Regions from separate parts of the Hordeum vulgare genome. Here region 1 is linked to region 2. The links are chromatin contacts, called in public Hi-C maps. All regions are on one chromosome and are shown on one strand. Each heading gives the region's core, a stretch centred on a gene start, on an enhancer-like site or on the middle of the called end of the contact. The rest is flanking DNA. Distances are from core to core; before and after follow the strand shown.

Region 1 (4,867 bases), core at 27-2,526, 85 kb before region 2:
AAGCAGTCATGGCTAAGTGAAGGCATTGGATTAGTGAGTGTGCCAGATAGAGGCCAACATGCCACAGCCTATGCAAAAGGTCAATGGAACAGTAAAACCCAACTCACTAAGCGCGATCCTTTCTTGCCCAACCAGCCTCCCCGCTTAAGGCCCCTTAGGCCCAATCCTGTTGGCTCTTGGTTCCCCTAGATAGGGAAAGTACCCTTCCTCCGAAGCTGCCATGTAGCATTCAGAGAAAGCAAGTCGCTTGCGTCGTCCGTGTCGCCTACGCAACCTGGCCCTGGCCCTGCAAGCATAATGATTTTTTTTATTTTGATATGTTTACTTTTAAGTTAAAAAGTTTATAAATTCAAAAAATTATGAATTCAAAAGAGTATCATTTTAAAAAAAAAAGCTAATTCAACAAATTATTATTAAATCAGAAAATGTTCACAAATTCAAAAAATGTTCACAAATTCAAAAATAATTTCCAATTTCACAAAATACACATATATTTGAAAAGAAAATCTGAATTCAAAATTTAAAAATGTTCAAGAAATCAAATAAATTCATGAATTTAGAAAATGTTTGCAGATTTGAAAAATATTCACGAACTCAAAACATGTTAATAAATCTAAAAATGTACAAGAAATCAAATAAGTTCATGAATTTAGAAAATTTTTGCGGATTTGAAAAATATTCACGAATTCAAAACATGTTAATAAATTTAAAAAATTTCAAGAATTCAAATAAGTTCATGAATTTAGAAAATGTTTGCGGATTTGAAAAATATTCAAGAATTCAAAACATGTTAATAAGTTCAAAATTGGTTCATGGTTCTGAAACAAATATTTAGCGATGAAAATATATGTGAAGATCTCTTGCAATTATGCATAATCTTTAAAATTGTGAACATTTTCTAAAATAGTGTAAACATTTTTAAAATTTTAAAGATTATTTTGACATTTCTAGCAATTTTTTAAAAACACAAACTATCATTGAAATTTCCACCTCTTGAATAGAGTTTGAAAATTTCTGGATTTTTGATTTTCAGAAAAATACAAAAAATGAAAGAAAAAAAGAGGAAACAATAACGTTAACAAGGTCCTCAAAACCAGCCAGGAACCCTCCAAAAGTTCCTAAAACTGGCCAGTCTGGGTCGCTTGCTTTTCCTCAATTTATGCTCAGCGCGCTAGTCTATCTACCACAAATAAACGATCGCTAGTCTATCTACCGCCAATGAACAATCGCAAAACCGAAAAGCCAAAAGATCCCCAAGAAAAACCATCTAAAAATCGAAAACAAGTATAGAAAAAAAAAATCAAAGATAGTGTCTAGAACACGACACCTGGCATACGCTGAGTGACCCTTGAGGTTCTTGAAGAGTGCTCCTCCATTAGTTGCTACCAGTAAATATACATTCCACACTTTTCTTTGGTAGCTGGAGCATGCGGTATAGCTAGGATGAGGAATAAGTAAGGATGACGAATAGTCAATATATTACAAATATCACCTGCGTAATTTATTTAAAATATAATAATCAAGCATTTTAAAAATGTAAATGTTTATCGAGAATATGTTTCTCATGTATATAAAAATCTATACAAAAAAGTATAAAATGTGTATGTAAAAAGTTGCACATATATCACAAAAATGTTAATCAAGCATATAAAAATGTTGGTCAAACATTAGAAAAATGTTGAATGGTTATAGATTTTTCTATGTATACGACGAACATACACAAAAAAATACAATATGTATAAAATGTTGTTCATGTATGTAAGTAATGTTAAATGGGTATAATTGTTTTAGGTGTATATGAAAATATACAACATACATTAAATAAAAGTAGACATGAAAATATATATTTAAAGAAATTCAATCCTGTATTTTAAAATATTAAAACATGAATATAACAAATGTTCTTGATGTATATGAAAGATGTACATTGTGTGTGTAAAAATGCTTATTACTGATAAAGATCTATTCACTGTGTATTGAGAATTGTTGATCATGTATTAAAAAAATGTTAATCTTGTATTTATTTATTTTAAACATATATTAAAAACATATTAGATATAATTCCAAAATATGCATTGTATATGGAATGAATTAGAAATATAGAAATATATTTTCAAAAATGTTAATCATGTATTCCAAAATGTTAAACACGTATATAAAAACATTTTCTAATGTATATGAAAAATGTTGAATGCGTATTACAAAAAGTTGACGCGTGTTGAACTAAAAAGAACTAGGTGAAAAATGACAAAGAAACATAAATACTAGTAGAAACAAAAAAAAATTAGTAGAAACAAAAAAAACTTAGAAAACCATAATAATAAATTAAAAATCAAAGATAACCAATGCAAAATAATGAAAATAGCAAAGGATCTTTCTAGTGGAGAGACTGTATGACATCTACAACAAACTCACCACATGCGAGGACAAATTCAGGTAATACTATACTACTATGAAAAGACAAATGGTGTGGACAAATCCTGATGGACAGATTCCCTGAACTGCACTCTTTTGGTGATAATGACAACATCTTAAAGGAAAAAATTGCACACAACTATTACTCCTTGTTCCAGCTGTCACTATCCAATATTGCACACAAACGGTCCATACAACTCAGCAACTCACTGGAGGGAATCAACCATAATCAGGAGAAAGACTCATGGAAATTTATATGGGGAGACCATGGATACACAACCGAGAAAGTATACAAGGCACTCATGAGCACAACAGACATCACCCCCACCCACCAATGATCTGGTTATGGAAATCATGTTGCATACCAAGACACAAGTTCTTCTGGTGGCTCATGCTTCATGATTGGATCAACACATGTGATCTATTAACAAGAATGTTGTTTGCAATTAGACAACACCCAATGCTCATTATGTGAGGATCACCCTATGGAGGAGAGAACACGCCTATTTTTTTGGCCGCCTTTCAGTCAAGCTTTTAGTGGAGCATTGGAATCGGATGGAATACATATGAAAATTTACACAATATGGTCATTGATGCCAAGCACAGATACAATATTGCCCACTTCATGGAAGTGTTGATTACTGGATGTTGGAGTATATGGTGCCAAAGAAATGATGAAGTATTTGAACGTATTCAGTGTTCAATCAACTGGTGCAAGACAGAATTTATCAATCACTTCTAAGCAACTATGATGAGGACTATGATGACAGCTAGACCCTCCATGAAAGAAGGCATGAGATCTTGGATAGATACATTATAAATTCTCCTCTTGATGTATGCTAACTGCCAGCGACTTAGTGCAATCCCCTATTGCACATGTAACATTGACTCTCTAATTACCATATTTCAATAAAAACAAGACTTACATACCCACAGTTCGCTGGTAAAAACAATCAAAATAGTGAAAACCAATAAATTATCAAAGAAAAATGATGAAAACCAAGAAACAAACAAAGAAAAATAAAGAAAATACGAAAGAATGGAAAACTAATGAAATTAAAGAATGAACATATAGGAAACAGAAGAAAAACAAAGAAACAAAGAAAACAAATGTGTAAAAGCGAAGAATAAAACAAATAAAACCGGTGAAAAAAAACAAAAAAAACTTGTGAAAAAAATGGAAAAAAAATTAAAATGAAAATAAACTAAAGATAAACATAGAGAAAACAACAAGCGGGCGTGTGGGCTATGCAAACGCTTTGAAATGGGCTGACCCAGTACTGTACACAACAGAAAATAGCTTCATGCGAGAGAGAAGCAAATCTCGTGTAAAGTGAAAGTATAGCTCTTGCGTAGCCCTCCTAGTGGACTACACAACACGCGAAGACCAGGCCTTCTCCACGACGCTCTCCAGCTCAGGGTTGGCCCAGAGCTAGGGGGCTCTTCGGTGGAATAAACTAACGTGAACAAGATCTTGCAGGATTGGAAATAAACTAATGTGAACGAAATCGGGGTATACCTTTGGCTCCTGCGCGTATAAGTGCATGAAAATGTCAAAAAAATGAAACTTTTTGGGAATAAAATGACATTATATTGCACAAGTATGAAAAGTTTCACGAAGGTAAAAATTCTGTCGACTTCAAGGCATAATTTTGAAGGAAAAATAGTATCAATATGGTAACTTTTATCTAGTGTTGATGTTGTTGTTCTGCACTCAGAAAACCATGAAAGTCGTTCATTAGCGACTTTTTTATACAAGTACAAAGGAAGGTCAAGTCTGTTTCAAGAAAAAAATCAGATTTTCTAGGCTTTCTTTCCAATTACTAGTTTAGTTTTTCGTATTAGGTAGATATACACCCAAGAGTCAAAGGTGTTTGTCCGAATAAGATCAAATTGTATTAGTGAAACAACCATGAGAGAGAAGGTATGCCTACCAATTTTTAAATAAGTGGTTTCTCATCAAGACTATAATGCTATCATTAAAATATTACCTAGAAAGGCAGATTATTCATATCACTAATCATAAGCATATGTTCGGGGTTTAATGTTGGAAATATGCCCTAGAGGCAATAATAAAATAGTTATTATTATATTTCCTGTTTCAAGATAATCGTTTATTATCCATGCTATAATTGTATTGAATGGAAACATAAATGCATGTGTGGATATATAGACAAAACTATGTCCCTAGTAAGCCTCTAGTTGACTAGCCAGTTGATCAAGGATGGTTAAGGTTTCCTGACCATAGACAAGTGTTGTCACTTCATAACGCGATCACATCATTGGGAGAATGATATGATGGACTAGACCCAAACTATAAACATACCATGTGATTGTGTCATTTTGTTGCTATTGTTTTCTGCATGTCAAGTATTCATTCCTATGACCATGAGATCATGTAACTCACTGACACCAGAGGAATGCCTTGTGTGTATCAAACGTCGCAATGTTA
Region 2 (5,039 bases), core at 2,459-4,958:
TCAAAAGAAATAAGGAAATACCAGAAATGTACTCCCTCCATCAGGAATTACTCATCGCACAAATTTATAAAAATGGATGTATCTAGAACTAAAATACATCTACATGCATCCATTCCCGTGACAAGTATTTTGGGACGGAAGGAGTATTAACTATCACAACCTACAGTTGTGCATAAGGCAAGACGAACACAGCACAGAAGAAGCTAACTTGTACAAGAGGCATATGTTCTGGTGTCAGCATTTTATTTACTTATTCATGTACTTATTTCAATGTGGAATTCAAGCTTGTGGCGACGAATAAGAAGGAAATATTCACATTCTCTTAATTATGTTTCATAAGTATTGATATCCTATGGTTTATCAGATCGTACAAAACAAGAAATTGATGCATTCAAGAACTGGTTCTCATTTTGAGTACATAGCAAATTCAAAAAGAATTTTCTACATCAAAACATGGTTGAGTCTTGAGTGCATTGAGTGCATATGCATATAACCAGGAAAAATGTAGTGCTGGTGCTGCTCACCATTAGATCAATATTTTGCCATCGTTCTCCATAGATCCCTTGATAGACTCCCCCTAAAGTGATGTTTTACCAAGTACATAAACGTCACTGGCAGTTTCTATGTACCCATCTAATTCTAAGAATATTACCTTTCCCACTAATCATTTAATTTGTATTTTAGTACTCTCCTTTAACTAATTTGATTATTTCACAGCTTAATCTGCTTAGTCTCCTCAGTATGAAACATAACAATAGAAGAGTAGGAAAAAAAAGATATGGAACACGTATGCCCCAGAAAAAGGGTCAACACAGCATTTTTCTTCTCGATTTCATCTTTATGTTAAGCTGGACATTTTTCATGCCCTGTCTGAGCTTGAGAATAGTTGCTGGTGATTGAATGAACATTCATAGTGTAGACTAGAGAGATCAATGTTGAAGGTCCTAACACTCAGTAACCGGTACTCGCTCAGTCACCTCACCTGGAAGTGATTATATGGTAAGCAGGCTTGTACTCATTTTCTTCTAAAGTAATGTATCTATGTATGTATATTCCTATGGAATTAAAACCAACATCTTATTCTATTAGGGAACGTAGAGTAGATGGAGCAGCAGCAGCAGCCACCTCTGAAAAAACGAGATACATTAGCAGCAGCCCCTGGTGTCAGAAAGAGAATGAGCATGAGCTTCTGCCACTTGTGAGAGCAGCCAAAGCAATAGCAGGCTCCACCTCCGCAAAATGGAGATGCAATAGCACATCCCCTGGACCCTGGTGTCGGAGGGGGGGGGGGATTGTTACAGAGACTATCCCAAGTAATTTCCCATTATATTATACCAGTGCATTGAGTATCCACCCGGTTATATTGGTTACATATGTTAAGAACTTGGTGAAGGCACATGTTAAAAGCACTCAGCCAATAAATCTATTTTTTGTAATACCTTGCTGGCAATCTCATGAGTCATCTATGGTCCAAAGAGCTCGATGGTCATTCAAATAAGCATATAGATTGAACCAAATAACTATAATATTCCATGACTTACAAATAAGCTGTACCTGTGAAATGAATCGATGAACTCCATGCTATGGGCATCAATCATTACAACCGGAAATTCAAGAATTTCAACCTTTCCCTCCAAATCAAGAACTAAAAAATAATCCAGTTTCTGAGGCTTCACTTTATCTGCAGCTGAAGCATTCACTGGTAGATCCATCGACAAATTATGATTGAATTTTTCAACATGCAAAGCATCATCCATCTGTGGAAATACAAATCTAAATTACAATAGTGCTTTCACTAAATAGTCAAGTATTAATGCAGTATTTTTATTAAGGGCTACAAATCTGTTTAAGGAAATTCAAACGGAATGGACACGGCTTCGCTAACCCAAAAATTTACTAATTTACTAATGTGAAAACTCATCTGATTACCATGCCACGTAAAAGTTGGAGTACTCATCAAGACTAGTTCGGAATGCACTGAATAAAGTATTAATTGGGCTTTAAAGAATCCGTACCTGTTTAAACAGATACAGGACATACTGTCAATACTAAATAACAAATAGAGTAAATTTCCACATTGTACATCCTAAAACAAAACTATCAGTTAATATTGATGCCACAAGATTTATTGTACTTCTAAGAAGACAAAGAGTTCACGAGTGCAATGTTCTTTAACCTATTAGGGAGTCGTATCCAGATTTTCTAGCAGTCCAAATTTCAGCATTCCATTCTTGTCTCTCATCCGTTGTATATAGAAGAGGATAATTCAATATCCTGTTCAGCTCTTCTCATATAAGTATGTTTATATAAACTACTAGAACCCATGGCTTCTAGACATTTTCCCAGTAAATTCTACAACTTTTATCATATATTTTTTATTTATTTGCTTCTGCTTGATTTAGTAATCCTAACCTAATTCTGATATTACATAACAAAATTTACTAGTAGCAGATAATACAAGCCGATTCCATAAAAAGCTAATATCATTATAAGTTTATATACTATTCATAGTTGTCATATACAGTACAGAGACTTTTCAATGAAAAGAAACGCAGAGTCTTTGCGTTTTCTCGAAAAAAAAATATACAGTACAGAGACTTGAATCTAGAACATGTTTTACCATTAAAAACTCATAAAACGCCTCAACTGCTAAAAACATTAGTGACATGTGGAGGTTTTATTTAGCTGTAACTAGTAAATCAAAATGTTGTAAAACAATCTCATTGTGTAAACTTGGACAGCGGCAACGTGAATACTCCATAGTCCATAAGTAATTCCTCTTTTTCTTTATTTTGCCCATCACTGAACTTGATTATACCAGTAACTTAAATCACCAGAGATACTTCCATTCCTAGCCTACCATATCGGAAGCTGTTAGCATCCTACAAACCTACAGTCTTTAGAAAGACGAGTTCTTCCTTGTAGTTAGTCCGGACAATAGTTCTGCATAGTGCATACTATGTTTTAAATCTTCACCAAGTAATAAAAAAAAAATATGATGTCTGTTTTATAGCTACACTGTCTAAATCAAAGTTTGATCATCCTAACACATGCCACTCTTGAATTACAAAGGCGTGCATCTGGATCTAAATGTTTGCTTTATGAAACCACATACCACCTTGCCGGCCGTGTAACTGAAGGAAAACGCAAAATAATCATCAACGACGAGAAGATACTCCTTACAGTTCCAAGCTCATGATTTCACCAATGCCTCACCCCAAAATAAGCATCAAAGACTACTTCTCCTGGCATTAGTTGAGTTCCTATGTGCTAGCAAATGTAACCAATTTATAACTACCTACGTGAACACAGAGACGGCTCGGCACACAGAACTAACCGGTAATCAAGCCACAATGAGGGGAGCAGACTGGAAGAAAAATCACCATGGTGCATTTTCCCTGGGTGTAGTACAAGCACGTGGGCTTCCACGGCCGCCTGGAGGTGGGCCTCGGGGCTCCCGCCACCTCCCCCTCCTCCCTCGCAGTAGGAGGGAGAGGAGAAGCTTGGGAAATACTGGCATCGATGGGGAGGCTTCTTGGGTGAGAGAGGCGACGAGTCGACACAGAGGAGGTAGAGAAGGGGCGCAGGAAGGAATGGAGCAGGGAGGAGGTGGTGGTGGAGGAGGGGAGGAGGAGGAGGAGGGAAGAAGACGAAACCCTAGCGAGCGCCATTCCAAACGATGCTCCCGGCTGAGTTGCGGGAAGCTGCTGCGGATAGGGGATCGGATCGGATGGACTGGGTCCGACCGTCCGAGAGCCAGTTTGTTGGGCTCATGGGCTAGAGCCTGCTCTTCTGGTGCAGAAGCATGGAAAAGGCCTAAGGCCTGTTTGTTAGGTTGCATCTTTTTTTTTTTTGAACATCGGCAAGTATTATTAGGTAAGTAGCATGTCCTTTACAATAAATGGGATCAGGAAGTCTGGAGGTTTATCATGCCACACCCCATATTCCTGTCCCTCAAAACTAAAACGAGCAAGCTCATGGGCACACCCATTAGCTTCATGCACACAATGACTTACAGTCACCCTGCGAAAAGAACTTATCAACTTTCGACAATCGTCGGTAATCGCTGCTCCCGACGCCCGATACTCGAACGGATTCTGTATAGCCTGCACAATCTCCATAGAATCGCTCTCGATATTGATATCGAGAATACCCACCCCTCGGCAAGTCGTAAACCTAGTAGCAAAGTTAATGCCTCCATCGTAGGAGCATAAGAGCATGTTGCCTGAATTCCACCGCTGCAGCAATAAACCCTCATTTGAAGTCCCGTAGAATTGCACCACATGAACCACCCCTCTGTCCACATGGTATGGCGTGTCCACGTTCAATTTTATACATCCCGATGCCGGCCTAGACCAGCAAATATCCCTCTGAGGAACTGTCTTCTTCTCGGCACACCAATTGGCAACAATCCCTCTAATTTGTAAGGCAGATCGTGTCGGGGTTGCAACCTCCTCATCATGTGAAATCTGTCGCCGTTCCCACCATATATACCAACATGCAACAAGGATCAGCTCCACCGCATTATCTCCAGGAACTTGCACCCCCCCCCCTTGTAACTTTGAGCACAAAATCTCATCCAAAATCAGTGATCCTGACCTGTACTGCGACGCGACAGCTGTCACACAATCTCTGAGACCTAATTCTTCCCATACCTCTGAAGCTCTTTGGCAAATGAAAAGCATGTGTATGAGGGCTTCTGGGTCAATTTTACACACAAAGGCAAGTTACCGGCGTCTTTATAAGCCTGTTCGCAAAAGTACAATAACAAGGCACAATATCGTGCAGCGTCCTCCAAATAAAAGTAAGCACCTTGGGAGGGGCCTCGTCTCCCAAGGTATTTTCCAAACCGGATGAGAATCACTTCTTCCTCCTCCTGTTACAATCCCAACTCTGATTCTGTATTCTGCCTTCCACTCTGCATGATATGCTGATCTCACTGTGATGCAACCAGACTTACAAAATTGCCAAGCAATGAAATCCTGTTGATCTTGAGATGAAAGTGGAATTTGTAAAATTCTTGAAACATCAATAGGCCA

The links. Hi-C and Micro-C count contacts between places; a contact is called where the count stands out from the background.
Region 1: a Hi-C map of seedling shows a contact between it and region 2, with 3 times the contacts expected there. The contact joins the enhancer-like site here to the promoter of LOC123409951 in region 2. A contact is called at or near these places in 2 of 6 Hi-C or Micro-C datasets (leaf and seedling).

What each region holds. Positions count from the first base shown.
Region 1 is chr7H:485,371,025-485,375,891 of MorexV3_pseudomolecules_assembly, reverse strand. No RefSeq gene overlaps it. Among protein-coding and RNA genes, the nearest start is that of LOC123413310, 40 kb to the right of the region's middle. Within about 2 kb of position 1,276, at least 3 of the 3 cell types and tissues checked have open chromatin away from gene starts, as enhancers often do. A contact at or near this core is called in leaf and seedling, where this site is marked.
Region 2 is chr7H:485,288,183-485,293,221 of MorexV3_pseudomolecules_assembly, reverse strand. It overlaps LOC123409951, which reads right to left and starts at 3,708. Exons shown (of 6, transcript XM_045102821.1): 1 at 3,384-3,708; 2 at 1,555-1,757. The coding sequence starts at 3,671.